2 separate regions of the Mus musculus genome follow, and region 1 is linked to region 2. The links are chromatin contacts, called in public promoter capture Hi-C maps. All regions are on one chromosome and are shown on one strand. Each heading gives the region's core, a stretch centred on a gene start, on an enhancer-like site or on the middle of the called end of the contact. The rest is flanking DNA. Distances are from core to core; before and after follow the strand shown. Region 1 overlaps Frmd5 (FERM domain containing 5). Region 2 overlaps Frmd5 (FERM domain containing 5).

What was found. Capture Hi-C pulls out chosen DNA fragments and counts their contacts.
Region 1: a promoter capture Hi-C map of pancreatic islet shows a contact between it and region 2. The contact joins two enhancer-like sites. A contact is called at or near these places in 7 of 484 Hi-C or Micro-C datasets (the G1E-ER4 cell line, the HPC-7 cell line, embryonic fibroblasts and 4 more), 1 of 115 datasets of contacts at active chromatin or transcription factors (embryonic stem cells) and 2 of 9 other capture datasets (liver and pancreatic islet).

Annotation. Positions count from the first base shown.
Region 1 is chr2:121,786,581-121,791,723 of GRCm38.p6, reverse strand. The region is part of intron 1 of Frmd5 (FERM domain containing 5); the gene reads left to right. Among named protein-coding and RNA genes, the nearest start is that of Frmd5, 18 kb to the left of the region's middle. Within about 2 kb of position 3,738, at least 41 of the 459 cell types and tissues checked have an H3K27ac peak or open chromatin away from gene starts, as enhancers often do. A contact at or near this core is called in pancreatic islet, where this site is marked.
Region 2 is chr2:121,718,612-121,723,682 of GRCm38.p6, reverse strand. The region is part of intron 1 of Frmd5 (FERM domain containing 5); the gene reads left to right. It also overlaps the pseudogene Gm14020. Among named protein-coding and RNA genes, the nearest start is that of Frmd5, 86 kb to the left of the region's middle. Within about 2 kb of position 2,017, at least 4 of the 459 cell types and tissues checked have an H3K27ac peak or open chromatin away from gene starts, as enhancers often do. A contact at or near this core is called in pancreatic islet, where this site is marked.

The DNA of each region.
Region 1 (5,143 bases), core at 2,489-4,988, 66 kb before region 2:
TAGTGTAGGACAGAGCTGTGCCAGCATCAGGATAAGCCAGCTTTGGAATGTCAGTAGAAGCCCCTTACTGGTTGGTTAAGTCTCAGCCCCGCCCCCTTCCTTGAACTCTGTCTTAGGCGCATGCTAATGTACTTCCTCTTCCCATTGATTTGCTTTTTCAGGATATATTTTTATAATAGCATGATTTTCATAATTTTCTTCATTTACCATGTCTGCATGTTTTTGTGTGTATACATTTGTATGTGTGTGAGTTTCCCTTGTTATCAGAGATTGGTTGAGGCCAGGGTCTGTGCAAGCATATTACTTTTGAGTTTTATTCACGTAGACATTTTTTTGTTTGCTTGTTTTTTTGAGGTAGGCTCTAGTGATGTGTCCCAGGCTGGCCTCAAACTTTTAATCTCCCAACTTCAGCCTCCTTCAGTGCTAGCAGGATGACCATGTACCACCATGCTTGGCCACACATCACCATCCTTTGCTTAGTACTTTATTCTTTTCTATTGCCTAATAGTTTCTCACTGTATGAATATACCACATTTGATTTATCCATTCATCAGTTGTTAGACTTTGGGACTATTTCTACATTTTTGGTATATGCCACAAACATTTATGTTCTAGTTTTTAATGTGGAAATAGGTTTTGACATCTCTTGGAGTCCATACTTAGAGATTGCTGGGACACTTGCTAGCTGTTTAACTTTATTTTTCTTAAAATTGTGTTTCATTGATTGATGGATTGTGTGTGTGTGTGTGCCATGCCATGCTCACTTGTGCACATGTATGGAGGTCTGTTCTCTTCTTCTGGGTTCTAGGAATGAAGCTCAGGCTGTCAGATTTGCTTGCAATTGCCTTTACCCACGGAGCCGCCACCTCACCATTCCCCCGCTGCCCACTTTGAGATCGTATTGCCGTTTAGTCTAGGCTGACCTCCGTCTGTACTCAGTGCCGGCCGCATGGACTCCTGGGATTCTGCATTACTTTCCCGAGTGCTGGGATTACAGGCGTGCGTTCCCAGGCCTGCCATGTGCTTAGTGTTCTGAGGAGCAGTGCCACAGTGTGCATGAGGGTGCGGGACCCTCCCTCCTGTCTTACTTTTGATTAAGGCATTCTCATGTATGACGTGCCATCTCACTGTGGTTTTGATTTGCATTTTCTTGAAGGCTAAATGTTCAGAATATTTTTTTCCTTTGTGCTTATTCTGGGGAGAACTATATGTTAGGTGTGTGTGTGTGTGTGTGTGTGTGTGTGTGTGTGTGTGTGTGTGTATTTTTGTTGTAGTACTGGGAATTGAACCCAGTACCATGCTTGTGCATGCTAAGCAAGTGCTTCACCTCTTGCTCAGCTCTTTTTTACTGTTTATTTAGAGACAAGGTCTTAACAAGTTGCGCAGGCTAACCTTGGACTTACTTTGTATCTCATGTAGGTCTTGAATTTGGGACCCTCCTGCCTCAGTCTCCTAACAGCTGGAATTACAGGTTCATACCCTCAAGTCTGCCATTCACATTTAAATTGGATTATTGTCTTCCCGTTGAGTTAGAATTCACTGTGTATTTTGGATCTAATATCTTTATCTGATAGGTTAAAGTATTGTCTTTTGTTCTGTGGGTGATCTTTTCATCTTTCAAAGATTTTATTTTTGTTTATGTATATCAATGTCTGTCTGTGTGGGGTTATGTACACATGAGTGTAGTTCCATGTAGAAGCCAGAAGATGGCATCAGATCTCCTTGAGGTGGTGTTGCAGGTGATTGTGAACTATTAGTGTGGGTGTTGGAAACCAAGATAGTGGTCTAGATAACTTTACATGAGGACACATGGAAAGCTCAAACTATGAGTTGATTTTTTAAAAACATGTTCTTTTCCCCATTGAATTGTCTTGGTTCTTTTTTGAAGACTAACTGATCATAAGTATATGTATGGGCTGACTCAGTGTTAATCCATTCATCTTTCTCCCTTCATTCTAGTGCCACATCCCTTGGTTAATTTAGCTTTTCAGGAAGTTTTGAAATCAGGAAATGTGAATTCTGGGAACCAAACTCAGGTCCTTTGCCAGAGCAGGATGCGCTCTTAACCACTGGGCCATCTCCCTGGCTTCCTAACTTTGTTCTTTTAAAAAATGTGTTCTTATTTATGTTGCCTGTGTATGTGTGTCTGTGTGAGTAAATGTGTGAAGGTACTTGTGGATGTGAGAAGATGGTGTCTGATACCTTGGAGCTGGAGTTACAGGCTGTTGTGATTTGCCTGATGTGGGTGCTGGGACCCGGATTTAGGTCCTTTGGAAGAGCAGCAAGTGCTCTTAACCACTGGGCCGTCTTTGCAGCTCCCAACTCTGTTCATTTTCAAGATCCCTTTGGGCTGTTTTTGCTCTGTGGCATTTCCAAATGAATTTGGGGGGCTCAGATGCAGCTAGGTGGTACGTGCTTGCCTCGTATGCATAAAGCTCTGGTTTGATCCCTGGCACCAGAGAGAGAAAGGGGAAGCTAGGGAGGGAGAGGAGTCATGGCAGGGCCCACAGCCCTGGTGTCTAGAATTGACTCATAAGGCTCCGTGCTCTGGTGTGGTGTTGTGTGGTCACACTTAGCTTTATTTAGTTGATTGAGGAGATAGAAAAGCCCACTGGTTGTTAAAATTATAAATATTAAGCATTTCCTCGATGGCAAAAGGTGGCAATAGAAACTAAGCCATCTTTCAAGCTCTGAAAAGTGAGGGTTAGCTTTCCTGAGGAGACCGATTTCTAATCCAAAGCCTTCCGAGATGACTGTGCTGGGTTTTAAGTACTGAGTAGGAGATGTGGCACAGCTGTCACTGGTTATAAATGAGGACGCATTATGGGAGCAGGTGAGAGAACAAGCAGGCATTTGCTGTGGGGACACACACACATATTTTGTGATCAGTTCTGACAAACACCAGCAGTGGCCTGTCAGTATGGAAAGGGTAAGATTAAATTCATTAGCTGCCGTCATAATGGTTAAAATAAGTTTTTTGGTTTTTGGGGTTGTTTTGCTTGTTTGTTTGTTCTGCTTTTTGTGAGAAGGAGGTGGTTTTGAAGTCCTTCTTCTCCTGGGGTTTTTCAGTTCTGCACTGATGACTGAGGCTGGCTGGAGGACTGATGAGTGAGGCCACATGCTCAGACTGAGGGGCGGGGCTTTGTTGGCTGCCTGTGGTGGACTTTACTGGGTTCATGGTAACAATAACACAGTAAGAAGCCCACCACATTTGCAATCAGAAAACTTGAACACAAATCTTGGGTTTGTGTCACCTGGGGCACTCTGAATGAGTGTCAGAATTTGGGTGCCTTTTCTGTATGTGTTTTCTCCAAAGTAAGAAAAGATAATAGGTATATCTTTTACCTTCTTTGCAGAGTTGGATGAATATAAAGGCAGAGAGAGACAGACAGAGACAGAGTCAGAGACAGAGACAGACAGAGACAAGAGATGGGAGGAGATGGGTAGCTTTTTGCAATTTTTCTTTTAAATTTAAAATAACACTTAAGTGTTATCAGTAATGATTTTATTCTTTTAAATTATTTTTCTCTTAAATGTTATTTCTTCTTTGATAATTTCATATACACATGTGATGCCCTTGATAGCTTTCACCCCCATTCCCCTCGCACTTCCACAGTCAAGAGCAGAGAGAAATAAATACGTGCATGACTGCTTGTTTGGTTCCATTCTCCTACAGTCGAGGAAGCCTGGTATAGTGCATGGTGTCTTCCACTGTGGTTTGGACACGCCCACATCAATCAACACTCAGCACAGCCCCCACGACACGCCCATAGGTCCAGCCAAGATAGGCGACAGACAGTTAGTTCTCTGTTATGACTGCCCCCCCCCCCCCCCGCCCCGGCTAATTGAGGTTGTGTTGAGTTGCCAGGTCAGCGTCACCACCACACTCGTTCTTGGCCGTAGTTTCCTTGGAATCTTTCGGTATCTGTCTCACATCTCTACATCTCTACTTGGGAACACTACTCTGACCCAGGTTTTCTTCCTCTTCTTCAGATAACTGACCCTTCTGTTATTTTTGTCCAAACCAAAAAATGATAGCAGTATTTGAGATTTCTCCTACGGAAAAGATAAATTGGTTTAGTGTAATTGCATAGATGTTTAGTTTAACGGGCGTGGCTGAAGTACTAAGCCAGTCAGCAGCACGGGGGATTTCCTTTCTCAGCCTTTGAATTTCCCCTTTTCTTGTTTTCCCACAGCCTCTTCTGTTGCTCCTTGCTCCTTTTAGATGTGTCTGAAATCTGACACTCTTGTGCCTTGTCCAGACTCACTCGTTGGTCTGGAATAGATTTCATGTTACCATACCACAGCGTGCTTTGTGGGTTGGAGTGGATGGTCATGTGTTTCAATTCCCCTAATCCTGACAAGAAGAGATTTCATTTGTGATCCAGCTCCTGGGTCCTACATGAAGTAGAGCCGTCAGTCCTTAGGAACTGCAACCCCAGAGACAGCTTCCTCGTCCTTGGTGAGATGGAAGTAGCTTTTGCAGTTCTGATGCTTGGGGCTGATGCAGTTGCCACCTGTAGTATTGCTTCCTCTTCTTGCTTGTTGAGGAGAAAATGTGTTTTACTTAAGTGTTTTCAAAGTCTATCTGACCAATTTCTCTCTCCGTCTTTCTACCTTGCTTTTGGCTTTTCTGTTTGTCCTTGTTTGTTTGTTTGCTTGTTGTTGTTTTTTGAAAAAGGATCTCATTATGTTGTTCCTGGCTGGCTTGGAACCGGTTTTGTAGACTAGGCTAGACTACAGAGATCCACATCTCTGAGATGAAAGGGCATGTACCACTATGCCCAGCCTGCCCAGCCTTTTCAACTTCTTTTAAGTTTTTTATGTCTGTCTGTCTGTATGTATATGTGTGTCTGTATGTACATGTGTGTCTGTGTGTCTGTATGTACATGTGTGTCTGTGTATCTGTTCCTGTATGTACATGTGTGAATGTGCACTTGTACATATGCAGATGACACCTGAGTGTGTCTAGTGTCCTCTGCTGTCACCTCCCACCTGCTTATTTGAGCCTGGGTCCTCCCTGAGCCCAGGGTTTATGTCTCAGCCAAGCTGGGACCCAGCAAGACCCAGTGATCACCCTGTTTCCACCGAACTAGGAGCTGGAGTTACAGACTTTTGCTAGGTGTGGGGTCTGAACTCCAGT
Region 2 (5,071 bases), core at 768-3,267:
GAGAGGACCCAGGGTTGGTTCCCAGCGCCCACATGGCAGCTCACAGCCATCTGTAACTCCAGTCCCAGGAGATCCAGGACATCCTCTAACCTCTCCTGACACATACAGTACTCACGATGTCAGGTAGACACATCCATATACATACAGATTAAACAAAGCCTTTGTTCAAAGTTCATGACAGGTGAACATTTAATGACATAGCACCACGTTCTTGAACATGTCACTTCGGTGTCTCCTCTGGTTCTTGAACATGTCACTTCGGTGTCTCCTCTGGAACTTAGCGCTGTCGGATTCTTTGGTCACTGGTTTCCCTTTCTTTCTTTCTTTCTTTCTTTCTTTCTTTCTTTCTTTCTTTCTTTCTTTCTTTCTTTCTTTCTTTCTTTCTTTCTTTCTTTCTTTCTTTCCTTCCTTCCTTCCTTCCTTCCTTCCTTCCTTCCTTCCTTCCTTCCTTCCTTCCTTCCTTCCTTCTTTCTTTTCCATCTCAAAGTTTTGTTCACATTAATGGTCTGCAATTTATCTTTCTCCATCATCTCTGTGCTTAGGAGACACGAGCTAAATCAGGAAAGATTTCATTAAAGATAATTTCACAAGCACTCCACCTGCCATTAGTGATAAGGAGTCCTACAGATTATTGATAGCTTTTGCTTTTGAGGAATTTATAATCTTGGTTTAACAAAAACTGGCCACATAAATTCACATATGAATATACTGGTTATATACATCTGTGTGTATGTTTGAAATAAACCACATTATGAACACATGTCAAGTGCCAAATAAGGCTGATTTTATAGTGTTCATTTCGTGAACGATTAAATGCACCAGCCAAGTGCAGTGTTTTAATTAGATTTATTATTTTCTTCTCCTGAGGAAAAACACTTAAGGATTTCCTAAATATCTCACTGAGAGATAAAAATCATGTTTACAAATTAAATATAACAATTATTAATAGTTGCTGTAAGTCGCTCTCCAATGCCAGGCATTGAGTTCTTTGACTTGTGTTGTATCTCCATTTTCAAGTGTTTGCATAGCTACATTGCTCTTTGTGTATGTCCCTAAGCTGGCTGGATGAGGTAGTCTCAAGTTGCCCATTTTAGCATAAATATTGGGATTTTGATTTCAGTTGTATATTTAGACACACAAAAGAAATTGGGAGTTGCTGGCCCAGAAAGTTTAATTTTATTTCTAAATATCATTTGGCCTTCATTCATAGTCTGTGACAATACTGATGACAGCTTTGTGCTGGCTTCAAGTTTTATGTCAAATTGACACAAGTTAGAATCATTCGAGAGGAGTGAGCCTCAATTGAGGAAGTGCTCGCATCAAATCAGGTATGGCTCGTTCCCTGAGCTGGTGGTCCAGCATTCTTTAAGAAAGCAGGCTGAGTAGGCCTTGAGAAGCAAGCCTGTAAGCAACACCCCTCCATGGCCTCTGCATCAGCTCTTGGCTCCAGGTTCCTGCCCTGACTTCCCTCAGTGATGGAGTTACCTGGATCTGTGAGCCAAATAAACTCTTTCTTCCCAAAGATGCTTTTAGTTCATGTTGTTTCATCACAGCAACAGCAACCCCAACTAGGATAAGATATACTTCATATGTTCTATGTTCCAGATGCTTATCTAGGCAGTATACATACATGTACACATACAGATACATATACATACATAATACATATACATATGGATGGAGTTTTGTGGTGTATTTCAGGCTGGCCTCAAACCCATGACTCTCTAGTCCCAGCCTCCCAAGTACAATGATTACAGGTACATGCTACCCCACTCATTCAAATGCTTATGAATACAGTCTTCTCAGCTACTCTGGGATAAGTTCTATAATGTTAAATTTTCAGATGAAGAAATTGAAGAGAAGTAACTTAGAGCAGGCCCCTCAAGCAATAAAGAGGTAAAGCCACAGTTCAGCGTGGCTCCATGACACCCGCAAACACTGTACGAGCCGCCTTGCTAACAAACACTGTACAGCAAACACTGTACAAGCTTCCTTGCTAACAAACACTGTACAGGCTGCCTTCCTTACAAACACTGTACAAGCTGCCTTGCTAACACTGTACAGGCTGCCTTGCTTACAAACACTGTACAGGCTGCCTTGCTAACAAACACTGTACAGGCTGCTTTGCTAACAAATACTGTACAGCAAACACTGTACAGGCTGCCTTGCTAACAAATACCGTACAGCAAACTCTGTACAGGCTGCCTTGCTAACAAACACTGTACAGGCTGCCTTGCTAACAAATACTGTACAGCAAACACTGTACAGGCTGCCTTTCTAACAAACACTGTACAGGCTGCCTTGCTAACAAACATTGTACGGGCTGCCTTGCTAACAAATACTGTACAGCAAACACTGTACAGGCTGCCTTGCTAACAAACACTGTACAGGCTGCCTTGCTAACAAACACTGTACGGGCTGCCTTGCTAACAAATACTGTACAGCAAACACTGTACAGGCTGCCTTGCTAACACTGGTTTCATGACCTACATTGGTTGCATTCATCTGAATTCTTATCTTACACTGTCACACGGTTGTCACACTTATACTGTCACACTGTTGGCCTTCCTTTGTGTCCTGTTTACTCTCTGTGACTTTAACACCTGTGAGACTGGGACTACCCTCGAGTCTCCCTTGTGTTCTTGACTCACATTGCCCTTTGTGTTAGTTATCAAGAACATGAACACTTTTTAAAATAGTAGACTGATGGTTTTCATAGTAGTGATTTATTAAGTTTAAAACTCCCTTATTAGATAATTATTTTATAAAGTGTAGAATTGATGCTTTCTAATGACAGAGGAAGTTCTGCCCTTTAAGTATTACAACAAAAGTAATTAAGAGTTAAGAGGCTAGTATTCCATCTTTAAAAATATGTTGAAGAAGGCTGAAGGGATGACTCCATGGTTAGGAGAACTGCCTGCTTTGTCGGAGGACTTGTGTTCAATCCTCAGTGCCCCATGGTGGCTCACAACTGTCTATAACTCCAGTTCCAGAGGATCTGACACCCTCACACAGACACACATGCAGACAAAACACCAGTGCACATAAAAAAATAAATAAAAGCAAATCATTAGGAAAATATTGTTAAAATTTTGTGGAAAAACACATATAATACAAAATGCCAGTGTGCCCACTTTAGATCAGACCACTCAGGGGCAAGTGCATTCACAATCGTAGCTGTCACCAGGACTCTAAACCCAGGACATTCCCATTGTCTCAACAGGAAGCCCAGTAGGGGAGCTGGCAATTAAAAGCATTGCCACACAAGCCTGGTGATGTGAGTTCCATTCCTGTGACCCAGGTAAAGGTGGAAGGGGAGAGCCAGCTCCATGGTTCCCTGACCATCACAGGCACTGTGGCATGTGTCCATGTGCTCTATGTGTGTGTGTGTGTACACAAATAATCACAGTGATGATGATGATGGTCACGGTGATAGTGATGGAGTTAAATAAATAAAATGAGTTTTCAAAGAATGCTCATCTGGCCTGGGGAGCTGGCCCAGTGCCTGCTATACAAGCAGGAAGCTCTGACTTTTTGAATCCCCAACACCCACGTAAAAGCCACATATGGCAGTGTAAACTGTACTCCCAGTCCTAAGGAATTCAGGAGAAGCAGAAGGAAGATCCCTGGAGTTTGGTGACCAGATTGGCTACCTGAATTTATGTGCTCCAGGTTCAATAAGACATCCTTCATCAAGGAACAAAGGAAATTAGGATGGAGAGCACTTGAAAAAGGCATCCAATAATGTTGGCCTCTGGCCTCAACACTCAGTCCACACAGCCTTGTGAACTTACACACACACTACATCACACACACATACACATTCACACACGCACATACATACACATTCATGCACACACACACACATTCATGCACACACATACACACACACATACACACACTTTCACTTGGCATTATTTTTCACAATTCATCTACCTTGTATACCACATCAGTTTATTCCTTTTTTATTATTTAATGATATTTCTCTGTACGAATATATTACATTTTGATTCTCTAGTCACTTGTCAATCAATGTTTGGATACTTTATGTTGGCTTTTGTTACTGGAACTGCCATGAAAATTCGTGTACAAATAAGTATTTTGACCTGTTTTTAATTATTTTGTATTTATTTCTAGGAGTGGAACTGTAGTACCATGCAGTAAGTATACGTTTAGTTTGAGGGAACTCCAAGATCTTTGTTATGATCTTTATGTTGTATGACACATCCGTGCATTACGCTCCTCTTCCTGCTCTTCCTGGAGCTGACTGCTCAGCTCGCCCTGTCAGTTTGATTGTCTGAGGCATGATCCCTTTTGATCCCTTTTCCCCACCCTCATGTCAAGCAGCAGATTCCCAGTATCTCTCCTTTTTTCTTTTTCTCTCTTTTTAGTTTCATCATGCTGTTTAATCTAGCACGTTACCTAGAAAGGCTTGTAGTAGCGAGAGTCCAAATACTCCTTCAGCGAGCGTGTCTCCTAGAGACCATTACACCCACTGCTCTACTTGCCTCTAGCCTCTTGTCTCCAGCAATGGTGAGCCGATTCCTTTTCCTTGGGGAAGAGAATTCATGGTTTGTTGCCCTTGCCTATAACAAAAATGTTGGAGAGCCGAGTGGCAAAGCTGTTGCCATTGGCATCTTTTCATTCACTTGAACCACATCAAAAGAGCTGGGATGCAGTTCTTCCCAAGTTAGTACCTCCAGTCACCATACAGATTCCCAGTGTCAAGCTTGATGAGGTCAGGTGTTTTGCCTGTCTCCTTGGTTACGGTTGTGACTAGGACGAGCATTGTGGCTCACCAGATGAGGGGTTCCTTTTGTGAGGGATCTTTCTCACCTTGCACAACTTGTGCTTGGCTTCCTCAGGTGTAACACAATGAACAGCAAAACGACCTTGGTGTCACAGATCTGTCAATGCTGACGGCATCCATAAACCCAGCAGGGCAGGTTATGTCAATCCTGACTCTGCCATCAATCTTAATGAAGCGCTGCATGAATCTCCAGTCTGGACGTACTAAGTCTGTTCCTTAGAAAATGATCAGAGGCAGGCATTCCTTCAGCTTGTGAGGAAC